2 separate regions of the Sus scrofa genome follow, and region 2 is linked to region 1. Evidence: chromatin contacts called from public HiChIP or PLAC-seq data. All regions are on one chromosome and are shown on one strand. The core of a region is the stretch at or near the end of the contact, and the rest is flanking DNA. Distances in the headings are between cores, read along the strand shown. Region 1 overlaps LOC110255726 (a long non-coding RNA gene). Region 2 has its middle 84 kb from the start of KLF6.

What was found. HiChIP or PLAC-seq counts read pairs in DNA pulled down with a chosen protein or histone mark.
Region 2: a contact with region 1 is called in an H3K27ac HiChIP or PLAC-seq map of skeletal muscle, with 5 times the contacts expected there. The contact joins two enhancer-like sites. A contact is called at or near these places in 1 of 47 Hi-C or Micro-C datasets (embryonic fibroblasts) and 1 of 2 datasets of contacts at active chromatin or transcription factors (skeletal muscle).

The regions. Positions count from the first base shown.
Region 1 is chr10:65,864,831-65,871,858 of Sscrofa11.1, forward strand. It overlaps LOC110255726 (a long non-coding RNA gene), which reads left to right. Exons shown (of 3, transcript XR_002336437.1): 3 at 1-368. It also overlaps the pseudogene LOC110255606. Among named protein-coding and RNA genes, the nearest start is that of AKR1E2, 170 kb to the left of the region's middle. Within about 2 kb of position 4,416, at least 14 of the 83 cell types and tissues checked have an H3K27ac peak or open chromatin away from gene starts, as enhancers often do. A contact at or near this core is called in skeletal muscle, where this site is marked.
Region 2 is chr10:66,401,505-66,407,970 of Sscrofa11.1, forward strand. No RefSeq gene overlaps it. Among named protein-coding and RNA genes, the nearest start is that of KLF6, 84 kb to the right of the region's middle. Within about 2 kb of position 2,422, at least 19 of the 83 cell types and tissues checked have an H3K27ac peak or open chromatin away from gene starts, as enhancers often do. A contact at or near this core is called in skeletal muscle, where this site is marked.

The DNA of each region.
Region 1 (7,028 bases), core at 3,166-5,665:
GGAGGGTCTGCTTTCAGACGCAGTGCTTGTGGTCCCATTCGGTTCCCTGGGTGTCCCGGGGAGGGCGTCCCCAACTCTTGCATCACTTCCGTGACCAGGAGGCCCCAGAGCAGCGGAGCGAGGAGGAAGGACCCAGGGCACAGATACTCCCACTGCCCCAACCCAGAGCCCGTCAACTGCCCGACACACAGCGAGCCCATCTAAGAAAACAGGCCCCGGAGTCCAGTCTTAATCCCACCCCCAAAGCCATGAGCTAAGTAAAAACATAGATGTGAAGCCACCGGTCTGAGGCAGCTTGTTAAGGCAATGTCGCTTTGTCGAATAAAACTGATGCACTTATTATTAATCCTTCTCACATTTCGCCTTAAAGGAATCCTCGTTTATTTTAAGTCATGTATTCCTGTTATTGAGGGGTGGGCATGTGGGTGTGTGTATGTTTAGATGGTTGCAAAGCTTAGTAATTCATATTATGATTTTTTTCCCCTTTAATAGCTCAGCAGTCTTTTTTTCTTCAATAATGGAGCCTGTGCTGCTTCAAGATCCCAGATGTCAAATGTGAGTTGTACAGGGAATTACATACAAACGGTCGGTTCCCAGTAAAATTTCCTAGATGTTAGTATGACTTGTTTTTCCCACCAAATTCTAGATTTTTAAAATTAAATTGCCTCCAATTTATGCAATTAGATATTATTTACCCTGCAGAAGAGTTTGAACACGATGGCTCTTGATGAGTGCATTCATTCATCACAGTCAAGACATTTGTTTTGAAATATGGAATCTGTTCACCTGTTGCCCCTCGAGTTTTCATTAAAAAAACAAAACTCTGAGATCTAATTTCCACTTTTTATGTTCAATGCATGTCCAACGAATGTCACTATACTTTTAAAAATAATCTTTTTCTTTCAGTTTTAATATCGATGGACTCAGCTACTGTCTTCCAGGTGTAAATTATCATCAGCCCTTAGTCAAGGCTCTTAATGCACAAGGAAAGAACAATGCTGATGATTCAATGGCAATCAGTTAATTTCTAGAGTTCTCCATTTAGCACGTACTCTCGCTGTGAATTTTTTTTCACTGAAAATGCACCTAATTCAACATTTCTTCCTTAGCATTTATTTTTAAAGTCTGCTAGTGACATTCCCAATGGTATTTTTCTAACCAGAGGTTTTTACAGAAAGTGTGATAGAAATTTTGCGAAAACACATGACCTCTCTAGCAGCCACTGACTAGAGAGGTAGTACGATTCAGCAGAATCCTGAATCGTACTACCTGACAGAAAAGAATTCCAAAGGTAACACCAGAAATTCAGGACCCTCAGGAATAATCTCATCTTTTTTTTTTTTTTTTTTTTTTCCCTGTGCCTGTGGCATAGAGAAATTCTGGAGCCAGGGATTAAACCTGTGCCACAGCAGTGACAATGCCAGATCCTTAACCTGCTGAGCCACCAGGGAACTCCCAGAATAATCTTATTCTTGAGCTAATTTCATGATCTTAGTTTTGTTTACAAATTGAAAAGCTGCAGACTCAAGGCATAATTTGCATCCATGAGTTAAATTATGTGTCCATTTAACTTTTATTTTTCTACTATATTGAGATAGAACTCATTTGCCATAAACTACACTTACTTACATTGTACAATTTAAAGAATTTTGATGTATGCATTCAAACCATCATCCTAATCAAGATACCAAACATTCTCATCTCAAGATTTTTTTATGCCCCTGGGCCACCCTTCCATCCCCTCAACCCTGTATCAGCAGCCAATGACCCGTTCTCCGTCAAGACAGATTAGGCTGCATTTCCTGGACCCTCGTACAAAAGGAATCCTAGAGCAGCCCTGAGATTTTGTCTGTCTCCCTCCACTCAGAATGGTTATTCTAGATCCGTCCACGTTGTTGCGTGTATTAGGAGGTCGTTGCTTTTTATTGCTGAGTAGCTTTCAATTGGAAAAGTACGCTGTTTGCCTGTGCTATCTCCAGTGTTCGGCTATTTCAAATAAAGCTGCTAGGAACATGCATGGGAAGTGTTGCATGAACACACACGTCATTCTCTCTTGGGTAAATACTTAGGAGGAGAGGGGTGCTTCTTAGCTGAAACATGTTCTTTAAACATGTTGAAAACATGTCCACCTGTTTCCAAAGCAGTTGTCAGGCTCTCAGCCCTGTGTGTGTGATGTCAGGGATTCCGTATCCTCAGGCGAGTCTTTCCAGGCGCCCCAGAAGGTGTGCAGTCGTATCTGATTTGGTTTGAATGTGCATTTCCTGCTGGCTAAGGATAGTGAGCATCTTTTGTGTATCTTTTTTTTTTTTCTTTTTTAGAAGGAGGTGGAATTTACGTGTCTTATTTCGTGAAGGCTCTGTTCAATCTTTTGCCTATTTCATTTGGATCATCTTTTCCCTATTATTGAGCTGTAAGAATTTTTTTAACGCACTCTGTGTCTGGCATATGTATCGCAAATATTTTTTTTCTCATGGTGTGCACTGCCCTTTGATTTTCTTGTGTGTGATTTTCTTAATTCTTTGGAAGAAAAATGGTTTTAATTTTAATGAGTCCAACCTATCAACTGTTTTTTTTTTCTTTTAAGATTCATGGGGTGTGTGTGTGTGTGTGTGTACACCTGCCCAAGATCATAAAGAATTTATATAAATATTTTTTAACATTTTGTACTAGGTATTTTAGTTTTAGGTTTTATATTGTTGCCTAGGATCCATTTTAAGTGTGTTAGCACATGGTACGAGGAAAGGATATGGGTCTAATGAGATGATACCATTTGTTGAAATGACTTTCCACTTCTCATTGAATTGTCTGGTCTCTGTCATTTGCTGTACATGTGAAGGTCAATTTCTAAACCTCAAGCTCTGAACTAAAGGCACGCTCTTGCCTCTCAGGGAATGCTTGAGACTGTCTGGACATTTTTGGTTGCCACAGCTCAAGGATGCTACTGGCATCTAGAGGCTGGAGGCATCTAGAGGCTGGAGGCAGGGGTGTCACAGACCACTTTGCACTTTGTGACAGTCCCCGTGACAGAGTGTTATCTGTCCCCAAGGAGCAATGCAGCCAAAGTCGGAAAACGATTTTCCAGGCTCACAAAAGAAGAAGATCTTAAGTTCCATGGATCTATTCTTTCACCAAAATGGCCATATAGTCTTGTTTACTTTGGGTTTGGAATAACTCCTAAAATCGTGTGGGGTGAATCCCCTGCCTTTGTTCTGTTTCTAAAACATCACTTTGGCTGGTCGAGCGTTGTATTTCAGTATAAATTTCCGATACACCCTGTCAAGTATCATGTTTTGGGGGAATCAACCTCTGGAATATTGAGGCTTCACATCCAGGAACTGGATATACGTTCGGCTTTCTTTAATTTCCCTCGGCGATTTATTTTATACCTTTCAGGGTACAGTTCTTGCACATTACTTGGTAGATTTATTCTCAGGTATTTGGGGCTCCTTGCCCTATTTTCTGCAAAAATCTTGACTAAATTGTTAAAGTTATAGATGACCATTAAGGATGGCTGGTCCATAGATGCCGGGGGTGGGGGGGTTAGTAGAAGATGTGCTGCACTGATTTCTGGTAACTAACTTGCTTTCTGTGAATTTTTAATTTCCAATTCCAGGTTCTCAGCTCCCGGAGAAAGGCTCTTTCTTGCTGCATTTTGTCCCATTGATGTTTTTCTAGCTGTTTTCCAGGTGCAGTTTGTTCTTTCAGCTGTTTGATTGCCTACAGCTTCTTTTTTCAGGTTCTGGGTCTGTTTGTGGGTCTCGGGGTCTCCAGAAGGTGACTGGGAGGCAAGGCAGTTTTTGGTGGTGACTCCATGGGGCAGGAGTGGGGCCAAATCTGTCACTCTTGTCACCTCTTACTCTGAAGTCAGTCCATGTGTCCTTTAATTTTTAAGGTTTTTTTTTTTTTTTTTTTTTTTTTTTTTTTTTTTTTTTTTTTTTGCTGGTGGTTTTTCATTTCCAGGTGCAAATTTCTTCCTCTGAGTGGTTCTTCCTCATGCTGTTTGGAATCAATGATTGTTTTATTTCTTAAACCTGGACATCTGTAATCTGTTCTAAGTTTATATCCTTAGAACAACTGCTCAGTAAGTTATTGTCTTTGCTGGAAATATTCCATCCAAAAATAGCTGCCAAGAAACCTGCCATACTTCTGCTTTTGAAGGTACATCATACATGTGCAAGATAGAGCCGGCTTAATGCCAAATCTCATATCCAATGTTAAAATGTAACTGGAGAGGACAGGTGGCTGTTGAAATGTTCTCACCCTTGGGGCACCAAGGAAAGTATTTAGAGTCAGAGGCAACAGGTTTAGGAATAAGTTTGTAGTTTGCAGCATCCCAGGATTCCTTGGCCTGCTCAGATTTCCAAGTTCAGATACTACCATTATGTGTCCAGGAGGGCCTCACAGGCTGCGTTAGGACAGCCAGTTCCAAGGTCAAACACAGAGTCACATTTGGCAGGCATGGCACCGTAAACAGGGCAGCCCTCTGTGGCTCTGGAATTCCAAGCTGCATCGCAAATGTGTAATTGCACTCCAGCACTTTCTCCATTTGCAGCAATGCAGTCCAGGGCTTTCCCCACAATAGGAAGCTCTTGCCGTGTCCATCTCTCTCGGGGCTGTTATAACACAGCAGCTGCTTTTATAGCCCCTGGCACTGTCTTCTTATCAACCGTGAGGAAACTGTGTTGACGAAAGCTGCACGAGGCCCACCCAAGCTGAGGCATTGAGCTAATCTGCACAATGAAGCTCTGCCCTTACCCCCTGGTAGGTGGGGCACCATCTGTGTGGTTAAGGTCTAGGTGATAACACAAAATAATTGTTTGCAAACTCAACCTATTTGCAAGAGCATTGAAAGGGTTGTTTTTGAAGAGGGGAACTTCATTGTTAACAGTTCTGGCACAACTAGTTTCATCTTCTGACCAGGAGAGCTGCCAATTTTGCATTTTGGGTTCTGAAGACAGACTTCAAATAAGCCCTGGTCTTCGCCTGACAGAGTTGGAGCTTATTTATTGTATATTTTGGTTGTCTTTCGGATGGTTCCTCCAAGGTAGTTTGACAAAAATCGATTTTATTTATTCTTTATTATTTTTATTTATTTTGAATTAAATTTAAAAAAATTATTTTCGGGAGTTCCCGTCATGGCGCAGTGGTTAACGAATCCAACTAGGAACCATGAGGTTGCGGGTTCGGTCCCTGCCCTTGCTCAGTGGGTTAACAATCCGGCGTTGCCGTGAGCTGTGGTGTAGGTTGCAGACGCGGCTCGGATCCCGCGTTGCTGTGGCTCTGGCGTAGGTCGGTGGCTACAGCTCCGATTCGACCCCCAGCCTGGGAACCTCCATATGCCGCAGAAGTGGCCCAAAGAAATAGCAAAAAGACAAAAAAAAAAAAAAAATTATTTTCATTTTGAAATGACCAGCCTCACACTCAGTCGTGAGACATAATAAAAAGAGAACCTGGGCTCCGTGTACCATTCCCCTCCCAGCGTGATAACCTAAGGGTGAACTTAGAGCAAAATATCAGCGTGAGGGTGTCTCCACTGATGCGGTCGAGCAGCAGGCTGTCTCCACCCCACCACTTCCTGCCTCTCCCCCCGTGGGTTCTACTTCTATACTTTTGCCATTTCAACAGTGTTGTATAAGTGGGATCGTATAGAATATAACTTGGGGGGTGGCTTTTTTCCTCATTCAGCATAATTTAAACAAAGATTGGTCCACCGTGTCACACCTAGCAGTCCTGTTTTTTAATTGACCGTCTTCTATGGTACGCATGTGCCATAGTTTCACCCCTCACGCATCGAAGGCTATCTGCTTTGCTTCCATTTTTTGGCTATTATGAGTAAAGTGTCTGTAAATATTTGTGCAGATGCTCTTGTGTGAACCTACGTTTTCGTTTCTCTGCCATCAGTGTCTAGCGGTGCAATAGCAAGTTTTCATGGTAGGCACATACGTATTTTTTTAAGACCCTATCGAACTGTTTCCAGAATGTTTGTACCATTGCACTTGCTGTTGATCGTGTTGCTATGGAAATAGGAGGGAGAGTTTCTGGCACCTTAATGACTGCGGTTTCCTTCGTGAGGTTGGGAGGTCCAAATGGAGACACAGGTTTGGTGAGATTAAAATCACGGTTTTGGAAACAGACTCACAGACATAGAGAAGAGACTTGCGGTTGCCATGGGGAAGGGTGGTGGGAGAAGGATATTTTCGGAGTTTGGGGCTGGCAGATGCCAACTATTATCTATAGGATGGATAAATACAAGGTCCTACTGTGAGACGCAGGGAACTATAGTCAATAGCCTGTGATAAACTATAATGGAGAGGAACATGAAAAAGAATATATATACATATATACGTGTATAACCGAATCACTTTGCTATGTACCAGAAATTTTTTAAAATTTAATTTATTTTTTTATTTTTGTCTTTTTAGGGCCACACCCGCAGCATATGGAGGGTTCCAGGCTACGGGTCCAATTGGAGCTGTAGCCGCCGGCCCACACCACAGCCACAGCAATGCAGGATCCAAGCCGTGCCTGCGACCTACACTACAGCTCATGGCAACACTAGATCCTTAACCCACTGAGCAAGGCCAGGGATTGCTGGTCAGATTCGTTAATTGCTGAGCCACAACAGGAACTCCTATACCAGAAATTAACGCAGCATTGTAAAACAACTCTACTTCAATGAGATATTTTTTAAAAAATAATTTTAAAAAGTCAGTTTGGTTTTGAATGCAATGAATGTGAGATGCCCAGGGCGGAAAGAAGGTGGAGGTGGCAGCCAGCATTGGGATCAAAAACCACAGCTCCTCTGAGGACCTGGCAGGAGGCACAGATTGGAGACCCCAGCCTGGAAGTCATACTCGAAGCCACTAGAGGACACCAGAGTTGAGGGATCAGAACAGAAGGCCACAGAAGAACCCCGAAAACCAAAGGCCAGTGGAGGAAGAAAATGAGAACGAGACCACAATGTGAATTTCAGACAAATTAAGGAATGACCGCAGGTGCCCAGACACCGTGGTTTTAGGACCATGCTG
Region 2 (6,466 bases), core at 1,172-3,671, 530 kb after region 1:
TTGGGAAAGCCTGTCCCAGCCGATGCTTGGGAATGCGGCCTCAGCAGTGAGCAGGAGTCAACAGACCATTGCTCCCTTTCAACGAAAATGTGATCCCTGTCTAATTCGCTGCCTTCGTAAAAGGTCCCCGCCAGGGAGCCCCTTCCCATTCGGATCTGAGTGCCGGCGCAAAGGACTCGCGGCTCACTCCTCCCTTCATTTCCCCACCGTTTCGTGATAGTCCCTTACGCGATTTGAATTTTTAGGGACAGTGTTGTCCCCTGGAGAGGCCGCGGGTGGAGGCTGGAGGCTGGGTACTCGGCCCCTTTAAAGAGGAGGGTGAAGCAGCATAAGGGACTCGTCCCTGGAGAGGAAGCACTGTCCGTTGCTGAGGGCGTGGGTAGAGGACGAGATGGAGTGAATCCCAGCATTTTCAAGGCAAGAAAGGACCCCGCAAAATCGTTATTTCTCTTGGAACATCGAGATGGAAATCCAAAAGGAAGTTCAGGTGGGTGACCTAGTCTCTCTTGTAGGATAGCGGGTTGGTATGAATTCAGTTTTCAGGACGATAGATGCAAGCGTTGATCAAGCTCCCCCGTTGCTATGATTCTGTTTAAAACCATCGTCCTGAAATGAACTGAGTCACCAGGTGGGAGGGGGAATCACACAAATCACCTTTCCTCCCTTCACTGGAAGTGAATTTTGCAAAATAAATTTTTTAGTGTTTGAAACTCATATACACACATATATGCATACATACACACACATGCATATATGATTCTAGAGAAATCCTTTTAAAAGCCTTGAGAGGACGGCCCCTCTTTACGGCCGTCTCCATGGGTAAGGGATGATCCCTGGGAGAGCAGCAGTTGGGAAGAAGCGCAGCCTTTGTAAGTTGCTGTAGCAAAAATGACCACATCAGCTGACATATCAAATGGCATCTCTGAAATGTCAGAAGGAAAGGGAAATACCTTCTCCTCCAGCAGCTGAGAAGTAACGCCCAGAGCAGAGGGCTTGGTCGGAAAGGGAGCAGGAGGAAGCTGCTCATTCCAAGCCTGAACGCTGGAGAGTCGTCTTCCTCCCACACCATCGAATAATGACTTGCAGTCAGAATACACGGGATCGCATGTGAGAGATGCAGAATGACAGCCATGCAGGTTATATGAACTGTCAGTCCTTAGAAAATTGAAATAGTTTTCAAACCCAGAAACCACTCATGATAGCTCTCTTTCTCTTTGCCTTGTTTTAAAATACAACCTTTGGGAGTTTCCTGGTGGTACAATAGATTAAGGACCTGGCGTTGCCACTGCCATGGTGTGGGTTCCATCCCTGGCCCAGAAACTTCCACATGCTGGGGGCACATCCCTAGTAATGATAATAACAGTAAAATACAGTCTTTGTCTTTAAAGACATCCAGCTGGGGAATTCTAGCGCTCCTCTGACAATAATTAAAGATTTCCAACTGTCAAGCCCAGGACTCGACAAGGCAGTACCATCTTCTGTGAGGGAGCAAGATGGGAGGGACTCTGTTTGGGCTCCACCCCACCCCCACCCACTGTGTTGTCCTGGGCCAGCTCCTCACCCCCCGTGACCTTTCCGTCTATAAAGCAGAGGTGATAAAAAGTCCTTTCCGAGTTGTCCTGAGAGCTACCTGAGACCATCCAGGTAAAAGGTCCATCGTAAAATGGGACGTCCCCTGTGCCTGTCCCCTGCCTGACTTTGACAGGCTGACTTCTGTGTCCGGTGGGAAACAATACCAGCCTATTCTCAGGAGAAGACAAGGGGAGGAACCCCAAGTGATAGTGACAGGGCCTAAAGGAAGTCAATGCGGTTAATAAAATACGCTTAGCCATTTAACTGGATGGCCTCCCAAAGCACCCAAAGCTGGGATTTTATGAATAAAATACTCCGTGGAGGAGAGGCTGCAAATCCAAATACCTGCGTGGGCCAAGAAAGGCATAGAGAGAGAAATGCAGGCTGGAAGTAAGAAAAACTGGCGTATAAGCACCATCGTGACTGGCAAGGATCACCTGACCTCAGCAGGGGCCACTGTGAGGCGTGCTGGAGACTGCGGAAAAGGGAAGAAGGCAGTTCCCCTGCAAAAGGCAGGGGCTACCCCCTCATCTCTGGCCCGCTGCAGCCTCGGGGAGATGCGGCTCTCGTCTTGCTAGATGGCCACCACTTTCAGCAGACAGCCACTAGATGCGTACATCAACTCTTCCCCTTTCTTCATGTTGGCTCACAGTCTCTCCCCTAAAAATACCACGCAGATCAAAACTGGGGGCCCCCGGGTCTACCTGCCAGCTTGCACCCCTGCGGGGAAAAGACAGGCGGCAGGAGATGGCCCGGCTGGAGGCTGAGCATCCGCCGTGTGGATGCCAAGATTCGCGCTGCTCCCTCGCCGGCTGATCTGGAATGTGGATGCCATCAGAGACGCCGTCACAAGAAAAGTGAAAGCTGAGTCAGAGCCGGGTCACTTGTGGGAAACGACCGCTGGCATCATGGGGCCTCAAGTGAAACTGACCTTTTCTGTTTTTCTCTCTCCTGCCAAACATTCCCGAGTCCAAAGTACCTGGAGATGAAACCAAAACATACCGCTCTGGCCAAAGAGCCTTTGATAGCTGAAGAGGTGGGTGGCAGGCGGCCCAGGGGCCAGGCGGGAGGGCGGGGAGTCCCGTCCCCACAGGTCAGTTGAGCCCAGAACAGACGCCCAGAGAAACTGAGGCCGAGAGGGTCCCACTCGGCGCTGAAGTCCTGGCAGCAATATTTTCACAACATCTTAGATAACAAACAAAAAGGACCATGTGTACAAAAATAAACACCGCCGTTAAAAGAAAAGTAATCACCCAGAAACAAAGACATGCTTTGATCTTGGAAAGAAACCCTCGTTAGTCTGTCCCTTTGATGAGAATCTTAGTGCCTCAGGCCAGTAGCTCCCAAACAACTCGGGCCTAGAGCTGAATGAAATTACAGAAAATAGAATTTATCTACCAGTCTTAATTTAAAATTGGACGTCAGACCAGGGTGTGCGGAGGTGGGAGGCGGTGCTCTTAGGGGATGTCAATCAATTAGCACCTGTATCCTCAACTTTGTATTACTTATAGACGTATTGGGTTTTTTTTTTTTTTGTATCCTGATAAAAATAGATACATTTTTGATTGGTGCAAAATAGCTGATTCAGTTAAGACTGCTCGTAAGGTAGTGATTTTCTTCTTGCAAGGCTTCAAAGACATCAGCAGTGGATGCAGCAGTAAAACGGGATATTTAGTTCTGATGTACAAAGAAACTCAGTATTTCAGGTTCCACATGTACAATGACACCTGCAAAAATAAACGTGAAGATATAATTTTAAGGAACAATTCCATCTCTATAATTTTTTTTTCCACCCCCCTTTTCCTAGACCCCACCCCCTTGTCCCTTGGTAAAAAATTGCTGCCTGCCATGCCGTTCGGCTGTCACCGTCAGAGTGTGCATTAAGCAGATCTCCGTACCTTTGGTCGCCTGTCAGGGTCACCATGCCCGGAGATAAGCGCCCCAGAAAATAGCTCCCTATCGTGTTGCTCCAATTCGCTCCTTACTGAAGTCACGTGTATCCACAGAGGTCAATGTGCCAGGTGCGAGACTAAGCACAGAGGCTGCAAAGCTGGTGGGTTGTGACCTTGCCCGCAGGGAGCCCCCTGGCACCCACCCTCAAGCCCTCTGACTGGGTAGAAGTAGCCGATAACTTTATCAGGTCCTCGACGACTGGTCCTGAGGTCAAGGATGGTGATTTGACCTCCTTGGTGACTATAGCCAATGGTTATTCTTCACGCATTTTTTTCTCAGCCACGCCCACAGCATAGGGAAGGCCAGGGATTGAATCTGAGCCACAGCCACAACCTAAGCCAAAGCTGCAGAAACGCTGGATCCTTAAACTCACTGCACAGGGCCAAGGATCAAACCCATACCTCAGCAGTGACCTGCACTGCTGCAGTCAGATTCTTCATCTGCTGCGCCACAGCAGGAACTCCTTACCAAGCATATTTGACTAATAAATGATTAGCAGCCTCAGGAGCAAAAAGGAGCAGGGCAGGGGAGTCTGGGGAGACCGGTTTGTGTCCGGGGGCAGACTTAGGCTGGGAGGTCATCCAGCCTTGGGAATGCCCTGACTATAACTGACCCCAAGGCTCAATTTTGCCAGGAAATTCTCCTTCGAGGGAAAGGTGGACTTGTTCTAATTTACCACGTTCCTCGCCTACCTTGAATTCACAGGCGTCTCCGGGAATGTCTAGAAATGTGAGATGATGGCTTAAATAAAGTGGGCAACCCAGCAAACCGCTTTGAGCATGTGTGGTAAGGGTCTGGAAATGAGGCCACTCAGCCTGCAACAGAAGGTGTTTCACGGTCTGGGTGGCTCTGCCCCCAGGGTGCAGTAAGGCTTCATGGAATGTACTGACAAGCAGAGGGAGACCCCCCCCCGCCCCACCCCGTGGATCATTGCCCATTAACTCCTGAAGCCCAGTCCCCTTATCCCCTCGTTCTGTGGCTCAAGGAGGAGCGTCTGTCGTGCCTCCTGATTCCTTGTCTGTTGTGGGTCTTGTCATTAAATGGAGCGAGCAGCTTTAATCACATGCTCTCTGTCTCCTGTTTCAAACCCTGCACAGTATCTGTGGCCTGGAGTTCCCTGTGACGTCGGTAATAAGTGACTCATTTATCTCTGCTGCTGGCTGCCAATCTGAAAGTAGGGGTTTGAAAGAAAGGACCTGAGCCATCTTTCCCTTCCTGCCTTCGATTCGTAATAGGAAAAGCCAGAGGGAGGGCGAGGGAAAAGCCTCTGCAGCTTGAGTGTGGAGAGAAGGCCTGGGGACAGTTAGAAAACGCCTCCTTTCAGGTCAGACCAGTATCTCCGTCCTTGTCGTCAGGGGTCCTCGTGGCTGACGTGGACTCTGGTGAAACACCCCCCAGCAAGCGAGGTCGGGTCACCAAGTTCAGTCCCACCTAGAAGCTCACCAAACATTACCTCATCGCTAAAGAACGCCCTCTAAGCGGGCAGACCTTGAGGTCGGATCTTTTTGCCAGGTCTCCGGAATTTTCCTGCTTTCAAAACCGTCACAAAAGTGACCCCTCCGTCTCCAGAGGAAAGCAGCTTGAGGCAGCATCTTCCTGATCAATAAGAAAAAGGAATCTCAGCTCATTGAAATTTCTTCAAAGGGAGAGAAACTATCAATTTCGAAAAATACCAGTACTGAGTTATGGGGAGATATGAAAGAGAGAAAAATCAGCAAGCATTTCAGGAAAAAAAAAAAAAAGCCTCAGAAGACATTTCCTGAGACTTGATATTTGAGACTCAAAGATTTCAAAAACAAACTTAAGGTTCCCGAAGGGGAAGTGTCAGCGAGGGATCCGTTAGGAGGTTGGGACGACAGACACACGTTACTGTGTGTAAATAGATGAGTGACAGGGACGGGCTGTAGAGCAGCCTCCTCAGAGCCGTGCGATAACCCAACGGGAAAAGAATCTGAAAAGGGTGAATATTTGTATATGGAAACCTGATGTACTTCGCTGCACACCTGAAACTAACACCCCTCTATAGGTTAAGTGGTTAAGTACACACCAAGACAATTTAAAAAAAAAAAAAAAAAAAAAGAGTTGATGTTTAAAAGACTGAAAACAGTGGAGCCTCCACCTCTAGGATGGACTCCCTGGGCGGGGGTGGGCTCCCAGGTAAACCCAGAAGCACCAGGTTCTCCGACTCGCCCTTCTCTCTGGGCACCAGTAAAGCAGTGCTCGCACTTCCAGCTTACAAAGAAAACTTAATGCCAGAAAGGAAGCCTAATGTCAGTCTCTGCTCTTGCTGAGGAGGGTGACCGGCCCAAACGGGGCACCCAGAAGGATTTGTCCTGTGGGGACACGTGACGCTAGCGGGTGCTTGCCCTGACACAGGCAGGGTGGGCAGGTGGGCTCTAGGGAAGGGGCAGAAAGCAAGTGACAAGCCGTGTAGACCTTGTTTTCCAGCCGTGTGGGTACAGGGTGGACGCAGGAGGTGAAGATGGCAAGAGTCCGGGAGTAAGGATGGACTCTGAGCTGCGTTCCACCCCTGTGGGGGCGAGTTATCCCGACTCCCCATCATCGGCCCGGCTGGCCCCACGCAGAGACCTTCCAGCAAGTGAGACGTAAAGCTGATCAGGGCAGCAGGACCCAACCTCAGAGCAGGGCGTTTCCCTTTCAGAGAATCAGAGGCCAGTGTGGCTCTGAGTCTGTGTGGGAGGAAGTGTTTACTAAAGCTTAAAAAGCGAAAAGACTTGTCTAATTCAGGTAACTCGACTGCAAAGAGCCTTTACTCAAGATAACCTGGTAAATCCGACCGTGTTCACTTGTCGTTGAGCCAGACGGTCCGAAGTCCTTCTCTTTAAGGCTTTTTGGTCCTCCACGCGAAACTCTCAACATCGTGCTTCTCGGTCGAGGGGACTCTAGGTACTTCCCGTGAAAGCCTAAGGCCACATGTGAC